Linked DNA regions of Mus musculus: all the other regions are linked to region 1. A link is a contact called in public Hi-C, Micro-C and promoter capture Hi-C data. All regions are on one chromosome and are shown on one strand. The core of a region is the stretch at or near the end of the contact, and the rest is flanking DNA. Distances in the headings are between cores, read along the strand shown.

Region 1 (4,558 bases), core at 1,208-3,707:
GCCATAGGACAGGCAGCTCCGGCATCAGCACAGGGAGATGCTCTCCGTCTGCCTGTGCAATGTTTACCTTTGGCCCGCACTGCTCTAATTCTCATCTCACAGCTGTCCCAGCTGGCCTGGGGCTGCACTGCACATGCTGACATCATTTTGATTTTTAAGTATTTTTTCTTTTAAACTTCTCCAGACTACAGGACTCTGTTTTCTAAATTAGAGAGAAGTATCAGAAGATAAGAGTCTGGACCTTAACACACACACAGCTAAATCCATCTGAGAGCAAGAGATTTCAATTTCTAAGTGCTCCAAAACAGTAAGAAATATTTTATATTATGTTCATGTTAGGTAGACACAAAGGCAGATTAAGGAATTCCATACTCCCCCAATCAAACAAATGTGGGGTACATATCTAGTCTTGCTATTTTCATCTGATATCCACTTAATGGCAAAAACTTGGCCTCAGTTTTCCCACCCACAAAATGGGGAAGAAAACAAAACTGGATTAAATGGATGATCTAATTAAAAGCATCTGTTTATCTAGTTAAATCACAAAAAGGCAAACTTGCTGGCATTTCTTACACTGAAAATCAAGATAAATTCCACAAAAGCACAAATGAGGAGGCAAAACTTCAAATGAAAGAATCTCTGCGGAGCTTTCTGACCAGCTTATTCTATTAGGTTTTGGGGAGGGGGCTGTCCTTAAATGAACTTACAGATAAAACGAAAAATATTTCAATGTTTTAGAACTCACATTAGCACCCCTCAGCCAATCACGGGATGGGGGAAAGGTGGAGAGCTAAAGTGCACCAAGTCTGGCCTTTCATTTAACTTATAAACACAGGCTTTACACTCCAGATTAAAGACTGTAATGAAAGCTGGCCTTAAAGTCTTAGCTCTTCCATATGTTAACTAGGTTTCAGTCTCAGTCCCCAGCCATGTGGCCAAGGTCAAACACCATCCCTTCTTTGTGCAAGGGTGAGGAAAGGTGATTGAAAGTATAAGCCAAGAGAAAACCTTTAAGTCTACTTTGAAAAATATTTAAATGTTCTAATTATTTTTTAAGGTTTCTTCAAGGCTGTAAACCCAGTGGGGGAGGGGAGTTGGGGGCAGCAAGCATTTCCTGAGGAGGAAAGCTGAGCAAAAGAATCCCTTCGTAAACCATTAAATTTCTTATTTTCTAACGGAGACTCGGGTACTCTTTTACAGACACATTCTGCTAAGCTAGTACTTTCTTCTCTTCAAGACTTAATTCCTTTTCTGATGAAGAAAGATTATTGAGGATATATATATATATATAGAGAGAGAGAGAGAGAGAATGAATTACCTCTTCCTTCAGTTGGAAATTTTCTACGATAGAACCGATGCATCTTTCATTGAGATGCCAAGAAAGATAAAAAATTAATAAGAAAATAAACAATTGATTCTCTCTGCTCACCTAAACGTTGGAAAAAGTGACCATTAATTCTTCAAAACACCCGAAAATTAAACAATCCCTCCTCGATTCTTTCATCAGCTAAACACTACAGGCAAACTCACCGTTTTGGAGGAAAAAGGGCGCTTTTTAAAAGGCCCTGCTGACTCCAGGCCTTGAGACTTACTGAGAAGCAGCAAAACAGGGGAGGAAAAAAAAAACTTTTTCCATTTGGTACAGTGGGCAGGCGGGGGCTGGGGGGTCCTTTACATTTGGCGGGAGCTGAGAAGGAGCCCCTAGAAATGCTGAGGGGGTCGGTGGTGGGAGGTGCCCCGAGGGCGCGGTGCACGAGGGAAGGCGGGAGATAAGCGCGGAGCTCAATCTCCCGCGCTCTCCAGCCAGGGCTCTGAGGGCAAAAAGTTACGGAGACTGAGTATGGATGTGAGATAGATGAGTTGTGAAATGGGGGGCGTAGAGGCTAGAGATGGGGCCATCTGGCCAGCTTGGAGTCCCACAGTCCTGTCACAGCTCGAGCATGAGTTGAGGAGGGGAGAGGAGGGGGCATTTGGCGCCCAGGCAGGGGGTGGGGTGGAATGCGGCGCGCAGAAGCCACTACCTTGCACGTCCCCAGTGCAGGGTCTCGGGGTGGGATGGAATAGTAGGACCCCGTACAAGGCCGACCACATCTGTCCCACTCTGCACCAGCCACCCTTGCTCCGCGCCTTCCTCCCAGTCCCGGGCCCAAATAGGTCGCCTGAGGCCCGGAACACCGTGATCTGCAAGCACCCAGTTTCTGAGGCTGCCGCCACAGAGAAAGGATTCCCACGATGCCCGCCTCACACTCACCGTCCACGGTAGTCCGCGCGCCAAGACGGCAGGGACAGGAGGACGGCCGGCGCAGGTCACTGCAGGTGCGCCGGCTCATGCCGCAAAACTCGGGCTCCAATGCTGGGGAGGTGGCGGCGACGACAGGAAAAAGGTGGCCGGCCAGACGAGGCGCCGAGCCGCAGCTCTTAAAAGGCGCCAGCTGGTACTTTTAAAATCTTTGAATTTGGTGCCCAAATCAGAACAGACCAATGGGGCGCGGCGTTTGCACAAGCGTGCCAATAGGCAGGCGGCATGAGAGGACGCCCTCGCTCGCCCAATAGGAGGGCGCGGGGGCGGAGCCAGCCCTGGAGCCTGGGCTCCTCCCACACGCCCAGATCCTCGCCTCCCCAAAGTTGCTGATGGAGCTGGCAAGCACGCCCATGTAGGCGTGGCCTGTGAAGGCGGCTGGTCCTCTGCGCAAACCCGCCATGCTGCCCTCTCCCCGCACCCCCCCTCCGTTATCCCGCGAACCGGCTTCTCCAGAGTCCTCATGTCCTGGGGACAGCTCCGACTTCTGCCTGAAAGTCTGTGATGGACACAGGCGGGCCCCCAGTCTTCCTCCATCGTCTGTTACGAGCGAGTTTGCAGAGCTGCAAACCCGCCACTCTGAGTGCACACCTTCCGGAAAACAAGCCCTTCCCCTGGCTCCGGACCCGCCTCTCTAGGATTTAGGCGCGCTCTACTCTCCCTCCTAAATTGGCTCCACCCCCTGCCTGGAGCTCCTGCGCTTGCGTATTGCGCGGCCGCCACTACGGAGTTGGCGGGTTGGCGCTTGCGCGCGAGGAGCCTGGCGGTTCCCTCCGGGCGGGGCGGACTAGCTGGGGGGGACATGTGACCGGAGAACCGCCCTTGCCCTGGGGATGGCGCGCAGCAGGACCCCGGCGTCCCTTTGCTTGGCGCCTTCCGAAGGCTGAGGGCGCGGCCTAACTTAGATCTGGCCATTGCATTCTTTTTTTCTTTTTTTTGGGTTGGGGGCGGGGGGGCCGGTTCGAGACAGGGTTTCTCTGTATAGCCCTGCTTTGGCCATTGCATTCTTTTGGGTTTTCAACCACCACGAATTCTTAAAAGTGTTAATTTGTATTTTATTTTATGTGTTCTTAACCTTCGTTGGCTAGGCTCGACAGCCGACCTGTTCCCCTAAATAAGTCAGACTCCCGTCTCTTTGGGGTGGAGCGCCCTGGCTGCGTGGATATTTTTATATCAAAGGCGAGAGTGAAAGTATTATTAAGTCTGATGGTGAGCTATAGTGCACCACTAATGATGCTGGGCATGCACGTCTTGAATTTATTTCTAAGTGGTGACAATACACTTAACTTCTTTTCAGACTACAGAGCAGTAAAGCTACAGGATATGCCATTTCCCTCTTGCTTTTCTGCAAGAGCATATGACTTTCTGTTAGTGTTCCATGCAGCTCCTGTGTAAAGCGGGACCAAGATTGGACTGAGTCATACAAACGTTGGGTGGATCCAGTTTTTATCAAATTCTTTTTGTTTATCCCTAGTTTTCTGGCATTTTCACGTTTGGAGTGTTGCAAAAAAAATAGTGATGTAGGTGGTGTTGCTTACCAAAATCTTGACCGCTATTTCTGTTTTGTACCTGAGAACTTTGCCTCTAAGTAAAAAGGCTGAAAAGACACGAGCCCTGTCTTTAAGGAAGTTTATATCCTAATGAGAAGGAATTTGGCAATCAAAATTTTCAGTAAATGAAAGATACTAAACTACGTGTTAAAAGAACTGTTAATAGAGACATAGGTTGAGAATCTTGAATGGTCAGTTAAGTTTGACACTTTGAACTGTATTGACCTCACAAAGAACTACATTAAAAAAAGTGCCTAGAGCTCAAGCAAGGGGGACAGGGGTGTGTGTGTGTGTGTGTGTGTGTGTGTGTGTGTGTGTGTGTGTGTGTTTGCATCCGGAAAAGTCAGAAGCTAGATCATGTGGTATTTGTAGATTGTAAGAACTTTAGTTGGAGTCTTGCTGAATGGATATTAAAATGCTACGTGGTCGGGCATGGTGGCACACACACACACACACACACACACACACACAGGAGCCAGAAAACCTAGTTCCCCAGCAGAGAGAGTTACACAGAGAAACCCTGTCTCAAAAAACAAAACAAAACAAAACAAAAAAAATTGTCTCAAATAATTTTAAATGCTGTACCAGGGAGATCTTTGTGCATGCGAAATATACTTCCTAATGTGAAATAACACTAGATGCAGACCATTGGTGTGTACAATAATGGATTTGGCTTTTAGAGGCAGTGGGAACCTGTCACAGTGCTGAG
Region 2 (4,558 bases), core at 1,113-3,612, 2.3 Mb before region 1:
ATATTTGATCTGAGATCAGATCACGGACAGAGTTCAGCCCAGCCTTGCTTCCAGCTTTTCCTTAAATTGTTGCCATCACAGTTGCTGCTGAGCACTTGATCTCAACCAAGACAGCTTGGTTTGCTCCTGTGAGCTCTGCTGGCTCACTCGATGCCCTGGGCAGCCTCTTTCCTACAGAGCCCCCCTTTGTCCCCCTTTGCCTTCTGCAAACAAACATTGGGGACTTTGAGAAGCAGGAACACAGACTGACTTCATAGGATTAACATCAGCATATTTGTTTGGGGAGGTGTGTCTTCTAGAATAAATAATACCATTCCTGATGTGGTCTGCAAGGTGGCAGCGGGAGCCTCAAAAGATGAATTAGAACTGGTGATCGGTCTGTAGAGACGAGGAACAACGGAGGACGGTGGGGAATCGCCTAGTATCTCCTCCTGTAGCTTCCCTTGGCACTCTTCTCCTTTTTCTCACTGGATAAAGACAAAGTACAGAAGCTAAGTAGCCCAGGAGCCTTCACAGCAGTGGTTCTCAACTGTGGGTCATGACCCTTTGGGGATCAAACGAAAGACCATCGGAAAACATAGATATTTACATTATGATTCCTAACAGTAACCAAAATACAGCTATGAAGTAGCAAAGAAAATAACTGTATGGTTGGGGGGATCGAGGAAGTGTATTAAAAGGTCACTGCATTAGGAAGGTGAAGAAGCTCTGCTGTAGAGGTACTAAGAGAAGAGAGGGCCCATCCTCAGATCAGCTACACGGTGTTCTGTGACCCTATGGCACAGATCCTGTTCCTCAAGGGAAGCCACATTGTTCCTGTACAAGTGTACATTACATTGGCAGCTGAAGCATTGTTCTGTACCGACACTATCAGAAGCTGGAGGCCTGGTCACTGAGGAGGTGTTAGGGTTAGAGGAAGCTCACTGGGTCCAGCGCAGGTGAAAATTGGCGGAATTCACAGGGCCCACCCTCCCCCTCCCCTGTACTCTGAGACCTGCAGATGCACCAGGTCGGGAACTTGGGTGGGTTTCAAATTCTAGAGTCAAAGTTTCTTCCCTCTGGAAGCCTTGTCTGATCTCCACACTGCTCTGCCCATCCTGCTGCTGTTACAGCTGCCAGACTTCTTGCCCCTGCACTGTGCTTTTTTAAAAATCTCTTTTCGGTGAGCTCCCAGAGCTGAGTGTGAACCTTGGCAGCCAGGCAGCAATGTCTCTTGTACTAGCACATAAAATCCTTGTCCCAGCTTTCCCCTGTTACCCAGGCAGGCTCAACACCGCAGGATCTTAGCTAAGAATTCTAGTCCACACTGCAGACGTACCCAGCATGGACTCAGGCTGCTTATGTCCCATTTATCTTCTAATGGCTTTGGCATGTCATTTGACCTATTCATGCCTCATTCATATGAGTGAAAATGGGAGCAGTAGCGGGATCTATGACATGAGGTTTTGGGGAGCACCTGTGATTTAGTACGTGGAATATGGAGGAGCCACAAGGGAAGCTTTCTGTGAGTAATGGTTCTCTCTCCCATCCTTCCTTCCTCCCTCATCCCCAGCTGTGAGAACAATACAAGCGAGGAGGAACAAAACCTGCTGGTCCCCGGGGCTTGGACATCTCAACCTCTGGAACTGTGAGACACGTGTTTCTGTTATTTATGTCACTCAACCAATGACATTTGTGTTCTGACAGCCTGAACAACAGAGGCATAGGCAAAGATAAAAACTAAGACAAAAAACAAAAAGCCTCAAGCTTAGATATAGTCATTTCAAACTGTTTGCATCACTTTTTCCAGATTAAAATCTTTCTTTAATGTAAAACATAGCCTTTCTTCTCTGTTGCATATGTTGGCATGGCTGTTAATTTTTTTTTTTACAGCCTCAGGGCAGTGCCTCTTACATATGTTGTTAAAAATGCACGTTGACAGCCTCTTTCTGGAAATTATCTTTCAGGATATCAGAACCTACATTTATAAATCTGCCCTTTTAAAAAATTAGCTCTCTGGGCAATTCCTAGCTTCAGGCAGTTGAAGATGCTTTGAGAGAATAGTTAAATAGGAGAAAGGTCAAATGCTTTTTTTCTTTAAAACCACCACCAGCAATGTAGCACATTACAGTGCTTAATGCACCCCATGGTCATTGATGTCTGAAAATATACTGATCAAGTGCACAGTTTTAAAATTGCATGCGTCAGAGCAGGACCAATCCCACACGCACCCAACTGTGAGCTTTGCTCCTTTGCAAAGTCCTCACGGAGTCTGAGTTTGTACTTTGCTCCCTCCCTGGCACTCCTCCCCGTTTCTACATCTACTCCCAGCATTCCCTGCTTCCATCTGTTTGTATAAATGCCAGTGTGGGAAAGCGCACACATTCCAGGTCGGACTTCAGACCATGTTTCTCCTCACCCCAGTCTTGGTAGCAGTTGTCTGTATCTTGGTTGTATGGGTCTTTAAAAATGCCGACAGGAACCTAGAGAAAAAGAAGGAGGAGGCTCAAGTTCAGCCCTGGGTGGATGAAGACTTGAAAGACAGCACAGAAGACCTTCAAGTGGAAGAAGGTAACAACCCCTGCGGTGCCCAGGGCTTTGCCCTGCATGTGTTTGCGATGGTGCGAACTGATGCCCAGGATTCAGAGAGCAAGCCATGCTGGCAAACCTTCGCTTCTGTTGTGAAAACAGAACAGTGTATAGCAAGGATGGTCATCTCAGGGCACTTGCCGGTACCAGCCTCTACCCAGTCCGAAGTCATGGAAGCTAAGATCTCTCCCAGCCCAGATCCTCTGCAGGTCAACACCTTCTGTCTCAGGGGTGGGGGTGGAGGCAGAGTCTCTGTACAGAGTGACAGCGAGCATGGCCAGGTTTTGATTAGGAATGCTGAAACTGAGAACGTGACCCGTCTAGGGATTGGGTACTTTCTCTTATGCCAGGCCCTGTGCCTTAGAGACAGGAGTGGCCCATGCCCAGCAAGAAAAGGGTCCGGTTTAGGGAATGAGGTAAAATAAGGAAACGGACAAGCCCTGTGGAACTAGTATAAGGTGTTTAGGAAAGGCTTGGGGGTCTGCTGGGGCATTGGGAAAGAGCAAAGCTGACCCGAGGGTAGAGGTGTGAGCAGCAGGGGCAAGCTGTGTCAGGAGGCGCACAAAGCCAGCACCCATGTTCTAATGCCTAGGAGCGATTCCTGGAAGGTGAAAGATGTGCAGACGGAGAAGTGAGGCAGAGAGGGCTGGCTGTGGCTGGCATGAGACCAGTGCTTGTCAGCCTTCCCAATGCTGCAACTCTTTAATACGGTTCCTCACATTAGAGTGATTTGCGACTGTAAAATTACTTTCGCTGATATGTTTATAAGTGTAATCTTGTTAGCGTTATGAATTGTAATGTAAATATCTGATATGCAGGGTATCTGGTCCCACTTGGGAAGTACTTCCCTTACCACAGAGAAGCACTGTCCTTAACCCCGACATCTGTTCTAAGGTTTGATGAGCAATGCTTTGGTGGGAGGGTAGTGGATGCCCAAGTCACAGTGAAGAGCATCAGATTTTAGATATTGGGGAAGATGGAGGGAGTGGCTGAGTCACTGTCATCCATGGACAAGGGCAGAAAGATCCAATTTAGGGGACACTGTAAGGGTGTGCTGCATTTATCATATTCATGATGTTAAATAAAACAATGGTCAGAACACATCAACTTGAGGAGGTACTCAGAGATTAGAGAAATAATCACCAAGTGGGTACTGTGAGAGAGAAGACTGAGGACAGAACTTGGGAGACACCTGAAGAGAAGAGGGACATGGTAGAGAGATATGCTACAGAAAGAAGATGACATGGTTGAAGAGTCTTGAGGACCACAACACACTCACATAGCATGCAGTGGACCCAGCTGGTGACACATCATATAGAGTAAGCCCTTCGTCTTCATGGTAATACAATGAGGTAGGCATTATCACTACTATCACTACTATCACTATTGCAGGAGACTGAGGCTGTAGTAGGGTACTGCCTACCCAGGCAGGTAGGACTCTGGCAGTCTATTTCCAGGGTCCAAGCATAGAGCTTTTGGCTGGGTAGCCTTTCTCACAGAAAAGCCTAGAACAGAGGAGGCTTAAAAAGAGAAATTCAGAGGTAGATTTCTTCCCTCTCAAGGCCACATTCCTGGGAGCAGTCAGGAGTTCAAGAGCAGTGAGAAGTGGCCCTGCTTGTTTTTAGGAGGTTCCTGCTAGCTCTCCACTGCTGTCTCTGCTGTCTGCCTTTTCTCAGGAAATGGTCTACCCACTACCCAGCTCCTGAAACCAGAAACAGAGAGGACCCTTTTCCTTCTCTGCCAGGAAGCAAGTCCCCTGAGTTTTGTCACCATGATGGGTTGGGAATCTGTTGTTCCTTCGGCTTCCCTGATGGGCCAAGTTAGCATCCTCCCTGTGTAAGATATGGGCACAGCTTCTGTGTGGCTTTTCTTGAGCGTTCTTGGTTCTTGTCTCTGTCTAAGATGCCTCTCCATAAGCATGTTAGAGTCCTCTGCTTACTTCCCGTGGGTGGCCTTCTGTGACACCAAACCTTAGTCCACATGTGCACAA
Region 3 (4,558 bases), core at 647-3,146, 2.2 Mb after region 1:
ACACACGTGTTAAAAGCTGCAGAAGCCTTCGTGGACTATCTGGATACTAACCCAACTCATGAATCTGACATTTTTTCCTAAGGATTGGAATTAAAGTAGCTAGCTAAAGCATATAGTAAAAGAAAAGGCAACTGTTCATTTATTAGAAATATGTATGGTTTCAAAAAGGTTTCAAGTTGTACAGTTTTAAAAGTAATCATGGATTCACCTTTACTAAGACATTAAGGATGCTTCTGAAAAGGCATCAAAACTCTTGCTGTACCAAGTGTGGTAAACAGTGATAACTAAAAGCCAAAACCAAAACCAAAACCAAAACAAACAAAAAAACCAAAAAAAAAAAAAAAAAACCAAAACAAAAAACAAACAACCCTCTTTTGTACCCAGTGAAATTCCTAGCAAAATTTGAAGCTGCTTCATGAGCAACATCTCCTTTGAGTAAGCTAGGACACAAAGCCATTCCTTTTATAAAATGGCAATCAACCTAACCCTACGATTTGGCACTTTACTAACTTACCCAGCACTGACAAAATGGATGCAAAGCTAGAGTGTCTGGCTGCTGCCTCGAATACTGCATTTGTGTCCAAGAACTTTCCAATGACTAGAAGCCCATTTACCAACAGCCTGCAATGCTTTTGGGAACCCGAACTTCACGGAGACTCGAATAAAAGCTCCAGGAGGCTGCAAGTCTCCACCACTCTCCTGAAAACCCCTCTTATCAGAAACATTTGAAGAATTCCTCCATAACAATTAAGCTGACTTGAATGGAAACTTAGCATCTCAAATATACTATATATGGAATGAAACTTGGCCAAACACGTAAATACAAACTCACACGCTCCCTGACACTTTCGGCCTACAATTATGAGCCAAGGATTCTACAGCATCAGCAACAGACAGATCCACCTGTCACCTGTCAGCAACACCCAGGGACCCTTGTTAAGTCTTCCTCTTCCAACCACTATCTCGGGGCAAGAAAATCAGAGTAGTCCTGTGGACTCTAAGGGGGCCCCAACCTCTTCACAGCGGGGCGTGCTGCCCATTTGGAAGAAGGCTGCAGACAAGCAAAATCGGAAAGCAAAGCGAGAGAGGTGCTTCCTCTTTACCCTGCACTTAACTTCCCCGGCTCTCCCTTAACTCGCGGGCCCCGAAGTCATCGTTATCCAGACCTGGGTTCCCCCAAAGGCGTCTGGTTCCCTCCCTCCCACTTCCAGATCACAGGCCTGGGGGCGGACCGGGGGCCAAGGCACCCCCACCCCCGGCTCTCTCCGGCGCTGGGCTCCGGGGCAGGCCCGGTCCCCCTCCCCCGACGCCCCGGAGCCCAGGCCAGGCCCCAGGCTCCCCGCCCCCACCCTCCCCGCAGGACTTGGGGGGCCTCCCTGCGCCTCGCCACCGCGGGCAGGACCCGGGCGGAGCGGCGGACGAAGGCGAGGAAGGCGCGGACGCCCCGCTAGGGCTTCGCGCGCCAGGCAGAGCCGGTCCCCGAGCCGCTGCAGGCGCGGGGAGCCGGGCTGGGGGTGGGGGGGGTGGGGGGTGGGGAGGGATCCCGCCGAGGCCCCGCAGCGCCGTCCGCTTACCCTTCGCCGCCGCCGCGGCTTCCCCCTCCTCCTCGTCCGCCGCCGCCGCCTCTCCCACTTGGGCAGCCGTCTCCCCCGTCGTCACCGCGGCCGCCGCCAGCGCCGATTCCACCCGGCAGGGGGGACACCTCAGCCCTCCCTCCCTCCCCGCTCGGCCCCCTCCGCCCGGCCGCCGCCAACTCCCTCCGGCCGCCGCCGCCGCTCGCGGCTGAGGGGGAGGGGAGGGGGTCGGCCTGGGGCGCCCCGCCGCCGGCGCCTGCCGCGGATCAAAGCGATGGCCGGGGCGGCGTCGCCGCGGCCCGCTGCTCGGCTCCGGCTCGCACGGCCGCCCTGCCTCCCTCCGCCCCCACCCCCCTGCCGCTCGCCTGCCCTCCCCCCACCCCCCCAGCTCTCGCTCGCTCGCCCGCTCGCGCCGCGGCTCCGCCAGCCCAGTCCGCATCAAAATACGGCCACACAATATGGCGGCGCGGCGGCCGGCAAACACCGCGAGATCTGAGGCGGCGGCCGTGACGAGGCCTCCCTCCGCCGGGTGGCGGGGATGCTCTGTCCACGCCCCACCTCCGCCAGCCGCCGTCCCCACTCCCGGCTCGCCGTGGCCGGAGGGGACGCGTCCCGGCGCGGGCTGAGGAGGAGCACGCGGGTCCCTCACGCTCGGACGGGGAGGGAGGGAGGGAGAGAGAGAGGAGCCGAGCGGTGCGCGCGCCGCCGAGGGCCTCGCGGCTCCGGAAGCGGGTGGCGGGCTGTGCGAGCAGGGCGAGCCGTGCGAGCCGGCGGCCCAGCTCGGGGAGACGGGCGGGACCCTGCAGGCCCTGACGGGCCGCGGGGCAGGTGGGCCTGAGGCGGAGGCGAGCGCCGGGCCTGCGGGGCTGCGGGGCCGCGAGCCGGACACACCCCCTTGGAGCCGGGCCGCGCCCAGGCCGCGAGCTACCGGGTGACCCGGGAGGGACGGCGGGTCGGATGGAGACCGGGCGGTGCGGGACGCGTCCTGGAAGCCGCGGGACCCGAGCGGAGTTTGGCTCGGCCGCTGGACTTTCCTTGATCAGCAGTGGGGGCCCGCAGAGAGAACGATCTAAAGAATCAAGCGAGTCGTTGCGATTGTAACTGCACGTTCCTAGAAGACCTAGAAGCAGAGCCAAAGACACTTTAGCTTCGAGGGGAGACGCGGGGGAGGGGACACTTCTGGTTTCTATCTTCTTAAAGATGTGCTTCGTTTTCCCTCGGGGTGGGGTGGGGTTGGGTGGTGGTGGTCAACGTTCAGATGTTTCTCACAATGTAAAATATTTTAAAATCTTGGCGGTTTCATATGGCAAAAAAAAAAAAGGCTTTTTTTTTCTTCTTCTTGACCCTGTCCAAAGTGTGCATATCGCTGCCAGTTTCTTCCTTGAAGAAATTCATACTACCGAAAAAAATCCGGAAGGACTATTTTTATTATTCTGTTATCAGTATAAGCTCCATAGGTGCTTATTGCTTATTGTTTTTAAAGCCCCTTTTTTAAACACTTAAAACCCTTTCACTTCCTTTTTACACTCAGTTTTACAAAGTACCTGAAATATTGGGGTTTAGCTCTACTTAAAAACTTTTAGCCCGCCAGAAGTCAGAGTGCTAATGATTTACAACATTGGAACTTTTAAATTTTTCTCTCGGTTGACATTAAGAAAGTAAAAGTATATACTTTGAAAAAGTGTTTTTTCTGTGTTCGAAGTAAAAGTAAATTATAATTCACATAGTAGATGCTGTTTTCATTAATTCACAGTAACAGACGCCATTGAGCCCTAATACTACAGTTCTCTGAGGAATTATTTCCATAGTCAGTGTAATGATTTTAGATAAATTGAAGAAATTATTAAATAAACAGTACTTCTCTTAAACTGAGGCACAATTCGAACATATACTGCTGAAATAATAGAAGTGGATTAAGAAAAAAATAGTTCCTGTTCAAAATTTGTTTTCTGAAATGTACGTGTACACATTTTAATAGAAATATATTTTCCATATAAACAAATGTAATGGGTTTGAGAAAAGGAAGAGAAGATATAATCGTACATCATTGCCCAAATTTGAAGAGCTTGGATCTCTAATGAAGAGAAAGCCCCAGATAGCTATGTAGAGGAAAACTCTATGAAAGAACTAATGCCTTTAAAAACAAACAAACAAAAAACAAAACAGAACAAACCCCTTCTGGGATCTTGTAAGAATCAAAGATCGCAGATTAAAGGATGCTAAAGAGCATGACATCCTAATGCGACATGAGACCCCAAGGCGGATCCCTTGCTGGGAAAGAAAAGGTTACAAAGTAGTTTGTATTGGGATAACTGGGTAAAGTTAGGTAAAGTTAGGACTACAGAGACAATGTAAGTATTATGTTATCTTTAACCTTCTGAAATTTGTTCTTCATTACAATATTCTTAAACACACTGAAGGGTTAAAGAGGTAAAAGAACACAATGTATAAAACTTTACCCATGTGGCTCAGAAAAAAAAATATGTATATTCTATATGCTTTTTCTGTGTGGATGTATACTTCCTATCTGCCATACACATACAGAGAGTGGTGATAAGTTTTAAATATTGGTAATTAGAAGCATTTTAAAAGTCATATTTGATGAATCTAGGGCATTTGTAGTGTCTCAAAATGTTTTGAAAGTTTGGTTATGAGCTTGGCCTTTATCGGGTAACATCTGCCCGGTTCTCAAAATCACTTAAGCCTAAAAGATCTTGCAATTTCTGATAAGTTTGACACTATTTCAAAACAAATACTTTTAGAAAGCCAACCTGGGCTAGAGATGCATTGTAGTGCTAGAACACACACCTGTGAGAGGCCCTGGGCTTCCGCCTCAGCACAGCAGTAGCAGCAAAATAGAGGAGGCCTTTCAACTCCTAGGGGCTTCCTTGGCTCAGCAAGGGGAGGCATTTAATGCGCTCCAGATAGATGGTCCCTCCTCTTATTTTCTCCCTACAAACAAACTGGAGGTTTGGCTTATCTGG
Region 4 (4,558 bases), core at 672-3,171, 2.1 Mb before region 1:
ATATATATATATATATATATATATATATTAGCTGGGCAGTGGTGGCGCATGCCTTTAATCCCAGCACTTGGGAGGCAGAGGCAGGAGGATTTCTGAGTTCAAGTTCAGCCTGTTCTACAGAGTGAGCTCCAGGATAGCCAGGGATACACAGAGAAACCCTGTTTCGAAAAACAATATATATATATATATATATATATTCAATTAACTGTTCTAACAATACAGTGAAATAAAAGGCCTATGTATCCTTACTCTTGGACACTTGGACATCAGGACCATCAATAAGTAAAGTAGGGATCACTGAAACACAAGCACTGTGATACCACGGCAATTGATCTGAAGAGTGAGACAGCTACTAGTGAGTTGTAGTGTATACAGTATATTTGTGCTGGCTTGTTTTATATCAATTTAACATAAGCTAGAGTCATAGGAGAGGAGGGAGTCTCAACTGAGAAAATGCCTCCACAGGATACAGCTTTAGGCAAGCCTGTAGGGCATTTTCTTCATTAGTGATCCATGCAGGAGGGCCTAGCCCATCATGGGAGGGTCACTCCTGGCCTGGTGGTCCTGGGTGCTGTAAGAAAGCAGATTGAGCAAGCTAGTAAGCAGTCCTCCATGGCCTCTGCATTAGCAGGTGACTCCAGGTTTCTGCCCCGCTTGAGTTCCTGCCTTGACTTCCTCCAATGTTGAATAGTGATGTGGACGTGAAAGCCAAGGGTTTCCCTGCCCTCTTGGCTTTTAGTTATGGTGTTTCATCACAGCAGTAGTAACTATATGTTGGACAAAAGAATGACTTGCATACCAGGGGGAAGCAGGCAGGACGGCCAGAGTTCATTATGCTACTCAGAATGTGGACACATTGAAAGGTGAATTGTTTGTTTATTAAAAAAGCAAAACAAGCAAAAAACAAAAAACCCTCTCACCCAGTACCATAAAACTTTATAATATGTGGTGTACTACAGGGAGATGAAGTTCTTAGAATCAAGCAGAGTGCGTGGCTGTGTCTTACTACGCCTGGTGAAACACAGGCATATCTGACACACCTGTTTGAAAGGTGCCAAGTGCTACCAAGAATGTCACCAAAAAGGCACCTGTGATAGAGGTCCTATTTTTTATTGTCCTACCTTATGGGTGCCTTTAAACATCTGGCTGTCGCAAAGGTCTCTGCCTCCTTTTCCACTTTTGCTTTCTCTAATCAAAGGTCATCCAGTATGTTCACTGGGGTGGTGGGGGTGCTGATGCCTGAACCCAGTAAGCACCCTTCTCCCATTTCCTAGTGTTGTGACATCATAAGCTACAGTGTGAAATTCGAGTTTGGATGCAAAGAAACGGTGTTGGATCCGATTTCAGAACACTCTGGGAAGTGGCCATGTCCAAGGCTTAGCTGTACCCCAACAGCCCAGAGAAGAGAAGAAAAAAGAAAGCGATGTGGCTGTTAACACAGTAGCAGGGAGTTTTTTTTTTTTTTTAAAGAAGAGAGAAGAGAGAAAAGAAAAACAAAAAGAAAAAGAGGGAAAGGAAAACGGAAAGAGAAGAAAAGGAGAAAAGAGAAGAAAAGGAAAGAGAAGAGAAGAGAAGAGAAGAGAAGAGAAGAGAAGAGAAAAAAGAAGAGAAGAGAAGAGAAGAGAAGAGAAGAGAAGAGAAGAGAAAAGAAAAGAAAAGAAAAGAAAAGAAAAGAAAAGAAAAGAAAAGAAAAAAGAAAAGAGACAAAAACTTTCCCCCCAGAGGCTGTAATTTGACTGCTGTCTTTGGCAAAGCTCCAGAGAGCAAGCTTAATCTCTTTCTGAGCTGCCTCCTCCTCTCTGCCTCTTTCCTCCCGCAGGGCCCCGTGGAGGCGGGCGGGGACCGCAACCCGCTGCAGCGGACCGAGGAGCGGGGCGGGGCGGGACACGCCGGGAGCAGAGTGGGAAAGAGGAAGTGGAGCCAGGCGAGCTGCAGGGCTCGGGGCCGCCGGAGCCGGCGCTGGAGCGCAGCGCACCGCGGAGCCAGCGCTCGGGAGCCGCCCCTCTCCCGTAAGCTCCGCCGAGACTATTCCAGGGACCAGACAAGGGAAGCCGGGGACCTCGGCCACGCGCCCCGAATCTGCAGGTGGGAAGAGCGGGATCGCAGTGCCTGGCCCTGGGCGGGGGGGGGGGGGGGGGGGGGGGGGGGGGGCGGGGCGGGGGGTGTCTCTGAGCGCTGCTCCTGGGAGGGGACTGATGGGGTCGTTGGCAGTCGACTGATGGGGTCGACTCAGGCAGGACCTGCTAGCCCGGCGCTCCCGCCCCTTGCTGCAGCCACCCGGGTTGCAGTTTGCAGCTCCGCGAAGTTTGCTCAAGCGCGCCGTGTGCCACCCGCGCCCCCAAGTCAAGCGGAACTATCCCCAAATAGGACAGTCTGGACAACACCCCAACAGCGGTGCGGGCGCGATGGCGGGGAGTGCTGTGTGCTCCAGCTAGGAGCAGTCCTGCGTGGGGCAGAAACTCGCGTGGGCGCCCCCAAATCAGCAAGTCAGCGCTTTATAGGAGTGACCCGGGAGTCTAGAAGCTGTGCCCCATCCGTCACCCGGACACACGGTAATACCTAGCTGGCTACGACTGTGTGGACTGTTGGCCAGAGGAAAAGGTTGTTGGGGGGCGGGCAGCAGGCCCCGGGGTGACTGCTAGAGCAGACCCCCTCTTTGTGTCCCCCATGGAGTCTCAGAGCTCTACAGTCCAGGACGCCCAGTGAGGAGAGGGTGGTTGGCTTCCTCAGTTTCACAATGTTCCTGAGAAACAATGATGTAGCTGATTGCTTGGATGTGTTGTATGAAGTTGGTATGTGTAAAGCTGACTGTGTGTGCAACCCTGGAATTTCATTAAGCTCTGGCGGCTCTTGGCGCTCTCTTTGTACCACCTTCAGGTGGCCAGAGCTTACTGCACCTATTTTGACAGCGATTTTATCTTCTCAGGAAACCCAGTCACCTCGGGAGGGTTGTTTTGGGGATTAGGGGCACTCTGGATACAAACTGAATACACATTGGATACAAAACCAGTAGGATGCCTTAAGTCTGGGTCAGATTTAACGTTTAATTGAATTCCAGGCTTAGATTGCGTTAAAACCTGTGGTCAGCCTGTTTGAATTCTCAGTTTCTGGAGTTCGCATACTTTCAAAGAATAGATGAGTTTTGGTTTTTGTTGTTGTTGTTAAACTGATGTTTTTTTTGTTTTTTTTTTTTGTTTTGTTTTGTTTTTAAAGTGTATCCAAGTCTATCGTGTCAGAGATCTAAAACCTCTCAACTTTAGCCTTACACTGTGTGGGACGTGAGGAAAAGCAATCCTGGTAGCTTGTACTTCCTCACTGTTAAAGCAGTGTATATGAACCACATAGTTTTAATTGGTTTTACCCCTTTCAGTCCAGGGTATTTATTTATTCTACAGTAGTTAACACTTCTATACAAAAGTGATGGGCTAGTGTTTGACCCTTTAACATCTTTGAGTCTGGCTTCCTGATTCCTGACTTAGCTTTTTGTCTCTTGGAATTGCACCCCGTCTAAGCCGTTAAAACCGACCAGGAAGAAACTTTCTTTTCCAGAGTTCACTGACCTCCCTGGCTTCCTCCGCAAGTGGGACCCCACCAGTAATCCTTGTGTGACCTTCCTTCCATTTCCCTTGCATGACAGATTCCCCCCAAAGCCTTTTGCAAAGGGATAAAACAGAGAGAGAACGGGAACAGCTGTTTGGTAGTCAAACTGGTGCCCAAATCTGCCTTTCTTTGATAAAATTTGTCTGCGCCTGTCCTTCCCCTGTGATTCCACTTTCCTCAATGCCTTTAGTATAGATGATTGTTAATATATATTAATATATTCTATATAACATAAATACTATAGTATATAAAATATAAATCTATACTATAATGTAAATATAATATAAAATACATGTAAATATATTGGTATATTGTATAAATATATTAAATACAAAAATATGTTATAATATATAATAACAAAATATGTGTAATATATTATATAATATATACATATATTCATTTATACATATATACCTTTTAAACTTTCCATGGGAGATTACAGCTATCATTCAAATGGGTTAAACAGTCACACTGTAACCCATAGAAATTGCCACTCTCATTTTTTCAAAACCAAAGACAACCAGTAGTATTTTACTCTGCTCACTTGTGGTTATGATTTCTTTTTGTGATTTAATTCAACTTTACTAATTTGTATTCTGACTTGAAAAAAAGATGGAAAAATAACTGAGTAGCTGCAGTCTTTGGAGCCTTTAGTAAACTAACAACAGTATCTGATCTATAGCCTGGGTGCTGCAATCCTCTTTGTGTGGCGCTTTCTTCTTTTTACTGCTGGTAGTAGGGTCTTTGAAACAATTGTCACCTTGTAATCCTGCTGCAGACATGATTAGATCTCCAGGCTCTTCAAACTTGGTTGGCTCTTGGATGATGTGGGCCAGCCTCTGAGTCTTGGAGATTTAGAGTGATTGGGAGCACACGTTCTAGGATTAGCCTTGAATTTGATGCTCCTGTCTGTGCCCCATGAGTTTGCAGACCGGGACCCTGCTAAGGCTCTGAGCTG

What was found. Promoter capture Hi-C pulls out the DNA fragments that hold promoters and counts their contacts. A called contact is a pair of places that touch in the nucleus more often than the background predicts.
Region 2: a contact with region 1 is called in a promoter capture Hi-C map of liver, with 10 times the contacts expected there. The contact joins the promoter of Iyd here to the promoter of Fbxo5 in region 1. A contact is called at or near these places in 2 of 39 promoter capture datasets (both in liver).
Region 3: a contact with region 1 is called in a Micro-C map of embryonic stem cells, with 9 times the contacts expected there. The contact joins the promoter of Tab2 here to the promoter of Fbxo5 in region 1. A contact is called at or near these places in 1 of 39 promoter capture datasets (liver), 3 of 484 Hi-C or Micro-C datasets (CD4 T cells, cardiomyocytes and embryonic stem cells), 2 of 115 datasets of contacts at active chromatin or transcription factors (cardiomyocytes and large pre-B cells) and 1 of 9 other capture datasets (adipose tissue).
Region 4: a Hi-C map of muscle stem cells shows a contact between it and region 1, with 10 times the contacts expected there. The contact joins the promoter of Plekhg1 here to the promoter of Fbxo5 in region 1. A contact is called at or near these places in 2 of 39 promoter capture datasets (liver and pre-B cells) and 1 of 484 Hi-C or Micro-C datasets (muscle stem cells).

Annotation. Positions count from the first base shown.
Region 1 is chr10:5,803,008-5,807,565 of GRCm38.p6, forward strand. Fbxo5 (F-box protein 5) reads right to left here and starts at 2,458. Exons shown (of 5, transcript NM_025995.2): 1 at 2,252-2,458. The coding sequence starts at 2,330.
Region 2 is chr10:3,537,912-3,542,469 of GRCm38.p6, forward strand. It overlaps Iyd (iodotyrosine deiodinase), which reads left to right and starts at 2,363. Exons shown (of 5, transcript NM_027391.4): 1 at 2,363-2,550. The coding sequence starts at 2,385. Gm30033 (a long non-coding RNA gene) reads left to right here. Exons shown (of 3, transcript XR_380041.2): 3 at 1,553-1,716.
Region 3 is chr10:7,954,227-7,958,784 of GRCm38.p6, forward strand. Tab2 (TGF-beta activated kinase 1/MAP3K7 binding protein 2) reads right to left here and starts at 1,897. Exons shown (of 7, transcript NM_138667.3): 1 at 1,575-1,897.
Region 4 is chr10:3,738,456-3,743,013 of GRCm38.p6, forward strand. Plekhg1 (pleckstrin homology domain containing, family G (with RhoGef domain) member 1) reads left to right here and starts at 1,922. Exons shown (of 17, transcript NM_001159942.1): 1 at 1,922-2,085. The region is part of intron 1 of Gm30164 (a long non-coding RNA gene); the gene reads right to left.